Regions from separate parts of the Callithrix jacchus genome. Here region 2 is linked to region 1. The links are chromatin contacts, called in public Hi-C maps. All regions are on one chromosome and are shown on one strand. Each heading gives the region's core, a stretch centred on a gene start, on an enhancer-like site or on the middle of the called end of the contact. The rest is flanking DNA. Distances are from core to core; before and after follow the strand shown.

The links. A called contact is a pair of places that touch in the nucleus more often than the background predicts.
Region 2: a Hi-C map of skeletal muscle shows a contact between it and region 1, with 4 times the contacts expected there. The contact joins the promoter of COX20 here to the promoter of LOC118149443 in region 1. A contact is called at or near these places in 2 of 3 Hi-C or Micro-C datasets (both in skeletal muscle).

Annotation. Positions count from the first base shown.
Region 1 is chr19:41,227,891-41,233,305 of calJac240_pri, reverse strand. LOC118149443 reads right to left here and starts at 2,665. Exons shown (of 5, transcript XM_078357188.1): 1 at 2,560-2,665; 2 at 2,377-2,558; 3 at 2,228-2,375; 4 at 2,086-2,226; 5 at 1,125-2,083. The coding sequence starts at 2,574. The coding sequence ends at 2,021. It overlaps DRC8 (dynein regulatory complex subunit 8), which reads left to right and starts at 2,352. Exons shown (of 7, transcript XM_078357190.1): 1 at 2,352-2,479. The coding sequence starts at 2,455.
Region 2 is chr19:41,357,133-41,362,547 of calJac240_pri, reverse strand. It overlaps COX20 (cytochrome c oxidase assembly factor COX20), which reads left to right and starts at 2,737. Exons shown (of 3, transcript XR_013529943.1): 1 at 2,737-3,169. It overlaps LOC144580433 (a long non-coding RNA gene), which reads right to left and starts at 2,998. Exons shown (of 4, transcript XR_013529946.1): 1 at 1-2,998.

The sequences.
Region 1 (5,415 bases), core at 1,416-3,915:
TGTCTTACTACACTAAGTGCTAAATCTAGGTCTTTAAAAAAAAAAGTCACTGAGAAGACTAACTCCTATCTTAATTTTTAAGACATGTATTATTGCAAACAGAAAAATTGCACTAGACACTGGGGACATATGAATGAATAAAGCTGTTTCTGTCCTCAAGAGGTTACCATTTGGTGGAAACAAGTGAATGAGCAGTCATTGCAAATAAATGTGGGAGGCTCTATGAGTGTGAGGCCACAGAGGAAGAGGTTGAGAGGGAAAGAAAGCTTCAAGGAGTAGGTGACTTCAAAAAGGTCATCCTGGCCAGGCACCGTGGCTCACAGCTAATCCTAGAACTTTGGGAGGCAGAGGCAAGCAGCAGATCGTTTGAGATCAGCCTGGGCAACAGGGAGAAACCTTATCTACAAAAAAATACAAAAACTAGGCTGGGTGTGGTGGCTCACGCCTGTAATCCCAGCACTTTGGGAGGCCAAGGCGGGCAGATCACCTGAGGTCGGGAGTTCGAGACCAGCCTGCCCAACATGGTGAAACCCTGTCTCAAAACAAAACAAAACAAAAACTAGCCAGGCATGGTGGTGAGCACCTCTTATCCCAGCTACTTGGGAGGCTGAGCTGGGAGGGTCACTTAAGACCAGGAGGCAGAAACTGCAGTGAGCAGATTGTACCACTGCACTCCATTCTGGGTGACAGAGTGAGACCCTGTCTCGAAAAACAAAAGACAAACAAAAACAAAAGGTCATCCCGCAGGACAACCAGGAGGGGACAATGTGTGTCTGTGGGAGGGTGAATGTTGGCAGGAGAAAGAGCAGGGAAAGGCATTCAAGAAAAAGGAAACTGTGACCAGCACAGGAAAAAGCATAGTGAATAGTAAGCCTGAGACCAACCTCAGGGTTTCCTACACTTCTTTCCAAGCCCTTCATTATGCATATGGAGAGAGGGAGTCTTTAAACACAAATATTTAGATCATATCAACTATGAGATTTAGATAAAGGAATGCTAATAATTACTTTTCATTATTTTTGGTGTGTTAAACATTTTTTGTACAAGACTGTATTCAACCATCTTCTAACAAAAGCCATTTTGTAATGATTCAGTTGTTTATATTCAATTTCTAACACGAGCCATTTTGCAATGATTCAGTTGTTTATATTCAGTTTCAACTCAATTCAATATTGAATTCATATTCTGTTCAAGTTATTCAATTTCAATTTGGTGCTGATCCAATGGGTATCTTCTACAGAAAAAGTACGTTAACAAAGAAAAATATAGTCAGTTTTAGGATTTGAGAGATTATAGAACCAGAATACAAGCATTCAAATTGTTCAGTCATTAAATACGAGTACCTTGTATTTTGAAGGCCTCTTTAAAGGTACAGTTAATAGTTTATAAATTGCTTTTACATAACATATGCACTGAAATACCCTTTAAGATTAGTTTTGAAAACAGGTATTCATTCGAACCACATCATTCGGTATTTTCTTCAAAGCTCTTTATAAAAGAAAAACGTTCTAGTAAACTTATCCTGAAAATAAGACAAAAATTTAACCTCATGCTATAGCTGCAAAGTTTCCTGAAAGCAGAATTTAAAACTTCCATTATAAGTTTAACCAGCGGTCCTGTTCAATTTCACCTGAGAACGTTTTACCGCATGTAATACTGAGCATAACACGGGCACGTTTTTGTTGCTATGAGAACCTTCTATTTTGATTAGAAATTGCAGCCTTGACGACGCAATGTTTGCGCCTATTTTGCGCATGTTTTTCTACAGCTATTTCTCTCCTCTAGTAATAGCAATCGAATGGCTCTGGCTTCCTCTTCCTCGGCCCAGTTTTTCCGTTTGAGCTTCAGCCGTCCTAGGCTGCGCTGTGGCTTTCTCCGGGAAAGGGCGGTGAGGACTGGCCGGGGGAAACCGGGAGGCAGGAGCGGCGTTTCTGCAGCAGCCGGGCCGCGGGCTGGTTCTGTCCCCGCCGTGGGAGCCCAGCTCTTCACCTACTCTCTGGCTGCTTTTCAAAATCTGCAGTTAACAACAGAAACCGAGCCACGCCACGTCGCACCAACAGGACCGGAGGGGGAGAGGGGTGTGTGTGCGCGCGCGTGCGGCCCCCAAAAGGATGAGAAATAAGGGACAGGAGGGGCTGGGGGCCGTGTGACTCAGGGACACTGCTAGGCCTCGGGTCCGCAGGGACAAGGCTGGGGGCCGGGTGGCGCGACGCGCGGGTGCCGCTGGCAGACGGCGCTTCTGGTCTTCCCGCTGCGCGAGGGTCGCGGCGGGAAGCCGGGACCGGGCGCGCGCTCCGAGCCTCCTCCCCGCCCCGGGCGCCCCGCCCCAGGGTCTTCCTCCCCCGCGATTCGGGGCGGCCCCTCCTCCCGGCCAGGTTGGCCGCGGGGCGCTAAGCCGGCCGGGACCCCGCGGCTGAGGTTGTCGTTAGGCATCTCCCAGGCGACCGTAGCAAGATGGCGGACGAGACGGACAGGGAAGGTAAGGCCGGGGAGCCGGGGAGCCGTTGCCCTCACCGCCCGCCGCGACCCCGGGCTGCTGGGCGCAGCGCCGGGTGGGGGTGGGCCCTCGTCCATCTGGAGTCCCCACCCGCAGGGACCGGGTGGCCTGAGGAGGGGCCCACCCAGCAGGGGCAGCCGCGCGGCCCCGTCTCCGCCGCTCCGCCCCGCCTCCTCCCTCCCCAGTCCCCCTTCTCTCCCCTCCCCCCTCCCCCCCTCTTCCCTCCTCCCTCCTCCCCCCTCCCTCCTCCTCCCGCCGCGTCCTTCTTCCCCTCCCTCGGAGGCCGGGCCTGGGCTCCGGCGCGGGCTGCAGCGGAGGCGCCGCCACGGGGCTGCTGATAATGGTGTCGTTGTTCAGTGCCGCGGGGAAGCAGCAGCCGCCTCCGCACCCTCCTGGGCTCTCGGTGCCGCAGGCGCCACGCCCTTAGCTGTCCAGGCTGTGGGCCCCGGGGGCGGCCGGGTGAGGACGCGTTCTGGCCGCCAGAATTTGGCGCGATCCTGTTGGCGCCGAAAACCCGCCCTGGCGCAGCCTGATGGCGTTCGCCGCCACCATTTTGCCTTCTTAATGAGGACGCGGGAGGACGGTCTGGAGGTCACAGCCGCTGCCTCCGAGCTTCTCCTGCCTCGGAAATGCCTGCCTTGCGGCCGGCCGGCGCCGAGCAACCGGCCTGGACTCTTAAAAAAAAAAAAAAAAACACACACAACAAAGACATACACCCAAACGGCAATGTTAATAAAGACGAAACACCAAAACCCCGCCGAGACCGCGGAGCCGCTGTACGCCGGGGGCGGGGGGGCCTCTCCCGCGGTCCCCGGGGACCCCCGGCCCCGCGCGGTGGCCGCCTGCAGAGGCGCTGTGCGCTTCGAGGCGTAAGGTCGCCAGATCAAGAGGCGTCAATGTGTTGCCTGCGCCGAGACGCCAAAAAGGGATGACGTTTCTTGGCCAGACCGTTCATGTTGTTTTCAATTCGTGGTATAATTTATGATGTGATCAAAACCCGATCCTCGGTTACCAAGACCTTAGGTTCTCAAGAATAATTGCGTTTGGTAGTTGGCAAAGTCACCAAGACAAAACAATGTCCCAAAACCCGTGAAACTGAACAACTACGAAGTGAAAATACATTCCCCCTTTGCTTGCCTTCTCGCATCCTCACAACGCCCTCTCGTGCCGTTTTTCTCCGCATGGAACCGAGTGTGGTCAGGTTCACAGCTAATAAACGAGCCCTGAGCTATTTAGTCACTTGTTAAGGTGATCACAGAAAATAGGCGGCGACATGAAACTGCCAGCGTCTGCCTATTGATAGCAAGAATCCTGTGATTTTATATGATATGAATCTGAGAAGCCGGGATTATTTTATAGGTATTACCGTGATGAAGATGCCCTTACATACACAGAAAAGGTTACTTTTAAGATTTCCCCAGAAAAATGAATAAATTATTTTTGTTCCTTATTAAAAAAAAAAAAAAAAAGGAAAACCATTAAGAGAGAGACTAGAAAAGTAATTATGGATATTTGTTTTCTTTTTTTTGACTTTTGGGGCCAAGTAGCCAGATACTTGTTTTCTTAAAAAACACTTGGTTAGGTCAGCATGAGACACAAACAGGAATATGGTACTAATACAGTATTTATCGTTTTTAAAAAATAGATTGAGAGCTTTCCTGGTTTTTCAACTTTTGAACAATATTTTTCTATTTAAGAAAAATTCAGAGATGCAATTCTGTCAACTCACAGAAGAAGTAATGACTATTAAAAGCTGGATGCCATTCATTCAGAATCCGTATATTTAATAACTTCATGTAGATAAGGCATTCTGCTTAGAACTCTGAAAGATACAAAAATGAAAAAGACATTGTCTTAGCTCCCAAGAAAGCTGAGCTCAGTAAGGGAGCTGAGATGCATACGAATGGGAGGGAATAGTTAACTGCGCTGCGTGGACTCCGTGCCAGCCACTGTGTTAGGTGTGTGTCTTTGTAGTCTGCGGACAGCAGCCTGGGCATTACTGGCTGCCCCCCACCAGTGAATCAGAGTCTTCATTTTAACGTATCTGTAGGTGATTTGTATGTACATTAAAGTTTGGGAAGTACTCATATGGCATATCTCATTTATGGTTTACAGTTTTATGAATTAACTAATTGCAGTTTGAAGGGTATGATGAACTAAAGGCATTTTGTCAGAGGATAAAATAAGTAAAGACTCACTTTGTTGATAAGACTTTTTATGGAAATAGTCCATTACTATATTTGATTTTCAGCTACTCTATTTTGAATTTTCATAAATTACATCTAGCCAATTAATCCGAATTAAGTTTTGAGGATTCACTCAGCTAAACTCATAAAAGACTGATGTGCAAACCTGAATGATTTATTAGTTTAAATAGTGGTATATACATTGACCTGAAGGCTGATTTTGGTAATGTAACATACTGTTTTATGGGTACTAAGCTTTGGGTAGTGTGAATTTATATTTCAGAAGTCATTTGATGACCATGGAATCACACAAAAGAGAGGATAATTTTGAAGGATATGTTCATTACCCTGTAAGTTCCAAAAGGTCAGCGACCATTTCTGATCTGTTAATGTTGAATATTGTGCAGAGTGCTTGGCACATGGTAGGTAATCAATACATATTTGTTGAATTCAGAACATTTGAATTAATCAAAGACAGCTTTTTTTTTTTTTTTTTGAGACGGAGTTTCGCTCTTGTTACCTAGGCCGGAGTGCAATGGCGCGATCTCGGCTCACCACAACCTCCGCCTCCTGGGTTCAGGCAATTCTCCTGCCTCAGCCTCCTGAGTAGCTGGGATTACAGGCACGCGCCACTGTGCCCAGCTAATTTTTTGTATTTTTAGTAGAGCCGGGGTTTCACCATATGCTCTCGCTCTCTTGACCTCGTGATCCACCCATCTCGGCCTCCCAAAG
Region 2 (5,415 bases), core at 1,488-3,987, 130 kb before region 1:
ACGTGTCACATACAGGTACATGTATACATAGGCGTGGAGGCAAGTGTGACAGAGAGCCCTTCATTTTCTACCTATTATATTCCCGTGCTGTTTTAATGAAGACAAAATATATGTATTCATGTGATAATATTTAATTAAGAAAAAGCCAGCCGGGCGTGGTGGCTCACACCTGTAATCCCAGCACTTTGGGAGGCCAAGGTGGGCGGATCACCTGAGGTTGAGAGTTTGAGACCAGCCTGGCCAACAGGGAGAAACCCTATCTCTACTAAAAATAGAAAATTAGCCAGGCATGGTGGTGCCTGCTTGTAATACAAGCTACTCGGGAAGCTAAGGCAGGAAAATCGCTTGAACCTGAGAGGCAGAGATTGTGGTGAGCCGATCACGCCATTGCACTCCAACCTGGGCAACAAGAGTGAAATTCTGTCTCAAAAAAGAAAAGAAAAGAAAGAAAGAAAATGCCAGGCTCCATAGTTCATGTCTGTAATCTCATCACTTTGGGAGGGTGAGACAGGAGGATCACTTCAGTCCAGGAGCTTGAGACCCGCCTGGGCAACGTAGTGAGACCCGCCCCTCTCACCCCCAACGTCTCTACAAATAACATTTTTTTAAGAAGAAGGAAAAAGAAGAGTTTAGAAAGAGACATCAAACTGTTAGTAATATATTCTTTAAAAAGGAGAGAAAGGGCCGGGCGTGGTGGCTTAAGCCTGTAATTCCAGCACTTTGGGAGGCCGAGGCGGGTGGATCACGAGGTCAGGAGATCGAGACCATCTTGGTCAACATGGTGAAACCCCATCTCTACTAAAAATACAAAAAGTTAGCTGGGCATGGTGGTGCGTGCCTGTAATCCCAGCTACTCGGGAGGCTGAGGCAGGAGAATTGCCTGAACCCAGGAGGCGGAGGTTGCGGTGAGCCGAGATCGCTCCATTGCACTCCAGCCTGGGTAACGATGGAAACTCCGTCTCAAAAAAAAAAAAAAAAAGAGGAGAGAAATAAGTCAGTTTTACTTTCCATTCTTTAACTGTTAAACAATTAAAAATGTAAGTATTATGTAATTTTGTGAAAATAAAAATTTTTAAATAGGCCAGGCGCGGTAACTCAGGCCTGTAATCCCATGACTTTGGAAGCCCGAATCGGGAGGATCACCTAGGTCAGGAGTCTGAGGCCCAGCCTGGCCAACATGGAGAGACCCCATCTCTACAAAAAAATACAAAAATGTACCAGGTTGTGGTGGCATGTGCCTGTAATCCCAGCTACTCAGAGGCTGAAGCAGGTGAATCACTTGAACCCGGAGGCAGAGATTGCAGGGAGCTGAGATCACACCACTGCAGTCCAGTCTGGACAACGAAGTGAGACTGTCTCAAAAAATAAAACAAAATAAAATAAAATAATCATCCATATGAAAATAATTCTCACAGACAAATGAAATGGACCCCTACAGTGTGTACTCTGGCAATTTTTCAAAGTCACAATAAAACGTAAAATAGGATAGCTCGGTCGTGTTTTACCCGGTAATTTTCCAGTTTTCCTGGAAATTTTCAAAAGAATTTCTCCCTCCTTCAAGGAATATTACTGCCTTAAACACTACCTTTCAGACCTGGAGTTCAAAGCATAGTTAGCATTAGAATTTCAGCTGAGAATCCAGAAATGGCAGGGTATCACCAGTAGGGTGACGTTTTTCTTTTCCCTAGCAAACAGCAGAGTAGTATGTAGTTTCTAACTCCAATTTCAAAAAACAAAAAAAAACTCACTTTAAAAACATTAATTCTGACACATAAATACATATCACATATTGTGTATTTTACTGGCATTGCAGAAAGGTATTAAATGGGCATGAAAGTCAGGTCATTACGGATTAAAAAACCGCCCAATGAGCGGCACTAGTATGAATTCAGCGTCGTTAACATGGAGTGCTGCGTGCCAGCGAGCAGCATCATTCAAAGCTGCATGACTCTGCACAACGACATCCTCTACGAGTCCAGTCTCCCAGGAGTGCCCTTCGAAACACACACAGCCTAAACGTGAAACGTAGAAGTACAGAAATAAAGGAGGCGTCAGGTGGAAGGGGAAAAATCAAATACTAGAAACAACTGCGTTATTGTGACCGCTGAAAAATGGGCTCGATCTTGCAAGCACGCGTTCTCGACGGGGCTCGCCAACATGCAGTATTTTGTTTCTCCTTATGCCGCAGTGGAAGGGAGGAGGGAAACGTGGAACACGACTTCACATCAAAAATGCCCGCCGCAGAGCCTTCTTTCCTGGAACGTCGCAAGACCTCGTCCCCTGCGCACCCTCCCCGCGGACACCAACGTCCTGACGCATGTACATTAGCGAGCTGCTCCCTCCATTTTGTCCCCAGTCTCCTTCAGGAGAACTGCGCGGTGCTATTTTAAAGCCACTTGGTAATGAAACCATAACAGGGAGGAGGAAGTGGGGTGGGCGTCGGAGCCCCGTTTGCGCGAGGCAGGCACCGGGGACTAAACGGCTGCTGGGGCGGAGTGGGGCCGCCTGGGCACCAAGGGCTCGTCCCGTAGCCGGAAGGACAAAGGACACTTAGGGGACGAGGGCCGCCGAGCCAGCGCGGAGCGACTTCCGGGCCGGTGGGCCGGGGCCGGGCCGACCCCCGCGGCGGGGCCAACCCCGCGGGACAAAGCAGCAGCGCCGCGCCCGCTCTCTCCGCCACGGCCCCACCCCTCGGCGCGCGCCCGGCGCTCGTGCACGTGAGCGAGAGCGCGCGCCGGAGACGGTTAAAAATGGCGGTTGGGACGGAGTGCGGGGGGGTGGGGCGAGAAGTGGAGCAGTCTGGCTCGGTTCCGCCCCGCCCTACCAGGAATCAGGGAGCCGGTGTCTTTTCCGAACCCTTCTCCTTCTGCGCTCCCGGCCCTGCTGGCTGTGTGCCGGGCTGGGGAGAAAGTGTGACCCGTTCGATGGAACAAAGGACCTCGCACCCTAGGCGCCGGCGCGGCCACTGCGGAGCATTAGGAACGTTTCCTAAAATGGCGGCCGGCGCGTGGGGACGGGGCGGGAGGCGGCGGCGCGCGGGGGCGGGACAGGGAGGGGCGCCGCGGGCTGGGCTGCAGCTCTGGTGGCCCAGGCCGCGCAGGGCTGGTGGAGGCGCGGAGTCGTCCCCATGGCCGCCGTGCCGGAGCCCGACGAGCCCGCGAAGCGGAAGGTAACCCAGTGGCCGGCGGGGCGCGCCCCGCGGGTGGGAGAACGGGGTGGGCGGTGGGTAAGGACGGCCTCCGCGGAGCTCCTAGGCCCGGAGCGCGTGTCCCTGGCTTCTCTGCCACCCCTGGGCTTGAAACTATTTGAACTGTTCCTAGTTCTATTAATGGACATTTTAGACATTTTAATCTAAGTTGCGGGGACAAAATTGACCAAAACTAGAGGGAGAAGGGGACCAGTAGTAGTCACTATGAAATAAGCTAACAGTGCAGAATCTTTTGGCGAGAACTCTAGTTTGCTAAGGGCACTGCGCTGTAATTTGCTAGTAAAGGCTAATAGTAGAGACTAAAAAGCTCCCTGAGCAGGTGCCTTGTCTTTAACGCTGTATTCGTTACATTGAGTGTAGAGGGAGACAGTAATTGCTGAGGGATGACTTGATCGTACTACGTTGAATTGAAGGGTTGAGATTCCTCCCCCGTCACCAGTGGCCTCCCTAGCTGGTGTCCGTCTCGATGCCGTCTCCTCAGTCCACCTTCCACTATTGTCCGCCGGTCCTTTCCAACCGGTAAGCTGGACAGTTTCATCCCTCTGCCTAACATCCAGTTCCAGCCGCCCATCCTCTCTCTCTAAGGATAAACCCAAATTCTTGGTATAATAAAGCTAAACGCAACGCTCTCCCCGGAAGGGCTCCTGTTTTTCCAAAGATGACTTAACTGCTTTCCCCATCTTCCCAGGGATCTTGTACGTCATTACGTTGATCGTATTGGAAGGTAATAAATGATCCTTTGTCTTTGTCTTTGCATGGGCTCCTTATTAAGAGCTGGGAACCCAATTTATATCCTCAGGGCAGAACAGGTGTTCAGAAAAGGATAATGCAAGAGAAAAAAAGTATTTTAGTATAAATTATGGAGATGTAACATTGGCTAATCATGAGCAGATATTTATAGAAGACGCACTATGTGCTAAATGGCTCCTAATATATACTTTCCAGATAATGACATATACTTTTAAAATATTCTCTCAGCTTGGAAATTTTGCTCACTTGTTGCTCTGGCTTGCTTCTCTGGCGGGCTAAATTTGGCCAAGACATAAGATCTTATAGTTAATATTAACAAATCCTGTATAAATTGTTTTCATAATTTAACATCAAACAAGTTTTGTCAAGTTACATAGTACTACTGGTGCCTCATCTGTTTTTACTGTCCCGTCCCCTGCCCATTTAGAATACATTTAGTGTTTTTTTTAAAAAAAAAAACTTGTGCGGGCGCGGTGGTAGCTTATGCCTGTTGGGAAGCCAAGGCGGGTGGATCACCAGAGGTTGGGAGTTCGAGACCCACCTGACCAACATGGAGAAACACTGTTTCCACTAAAAATACAAAACAATTAGCCGATCATGGTGGCACATGCCTGTAATCCCAGTTGGGAGGGAGGCCAAGGCAAGAGAATTGCTTGAACCCAGGAGGTGGAGGTTGTAGTGAGCTGAGATCGAGCCTGGGCAACAAAAGCGAAACTCTGTCTCAAAAAAAAAAAAAAATCCTTGTTTGAAACTGTATATTTCATGTACCATAACTACACACAGTAAATCCTAGATTCAGCTTCGTGATAAACACTGGAATCTTGAATGGGACTTTTGGATAGGAGATAACAGCTGTTTTTAAAGGTCATAAAGGTGGTTTAATACATTGGAAATTTTTTTTAAAAGAACTTAATGGAAAAAAAAAGATCAACATTGACCTATTTAATTGGTTCATCAGTACGTAGCAAAACAATATTGTAGTTGTTGAAATGAAGAATAATTATAAGTCTCAAAACAGCATAGATGTGGGAAGCCAAAAGAAATTGCTCATGAAACAGCAGTACCTATCAGAGCTCATCAAAAAGCTAATTAAATTAATATAAGCTATGACTAATTAACAGCCCAAGGTAATGGCGGAAAGGAAGCCTGTGGTGATGTTTTAAAAAAGAATTTTGGGCCGAGTGCAGTGGTTCATCCCTGTAATCCCAGCACTTTGGGAGGCCGAGGTGGGCAGATCACAAGGTCAAGAGATGGAGACCATCCTGGCCAACATCGTGAAACCCCGTCTCTACTAAAATACAAAAATTAGCTGGGCACAATGGTGTGTGCCTATAGCCCCAGCTACTCGGGAGGCTGAGGCAGAAGAATCACTTGAACCCTGAAGGCAGAGGTTGCAGTAAGCCGAGATCTCCCAATTGCACTGCACCCTGGGTGTCAGAGGGAGACTCCATCTCAAA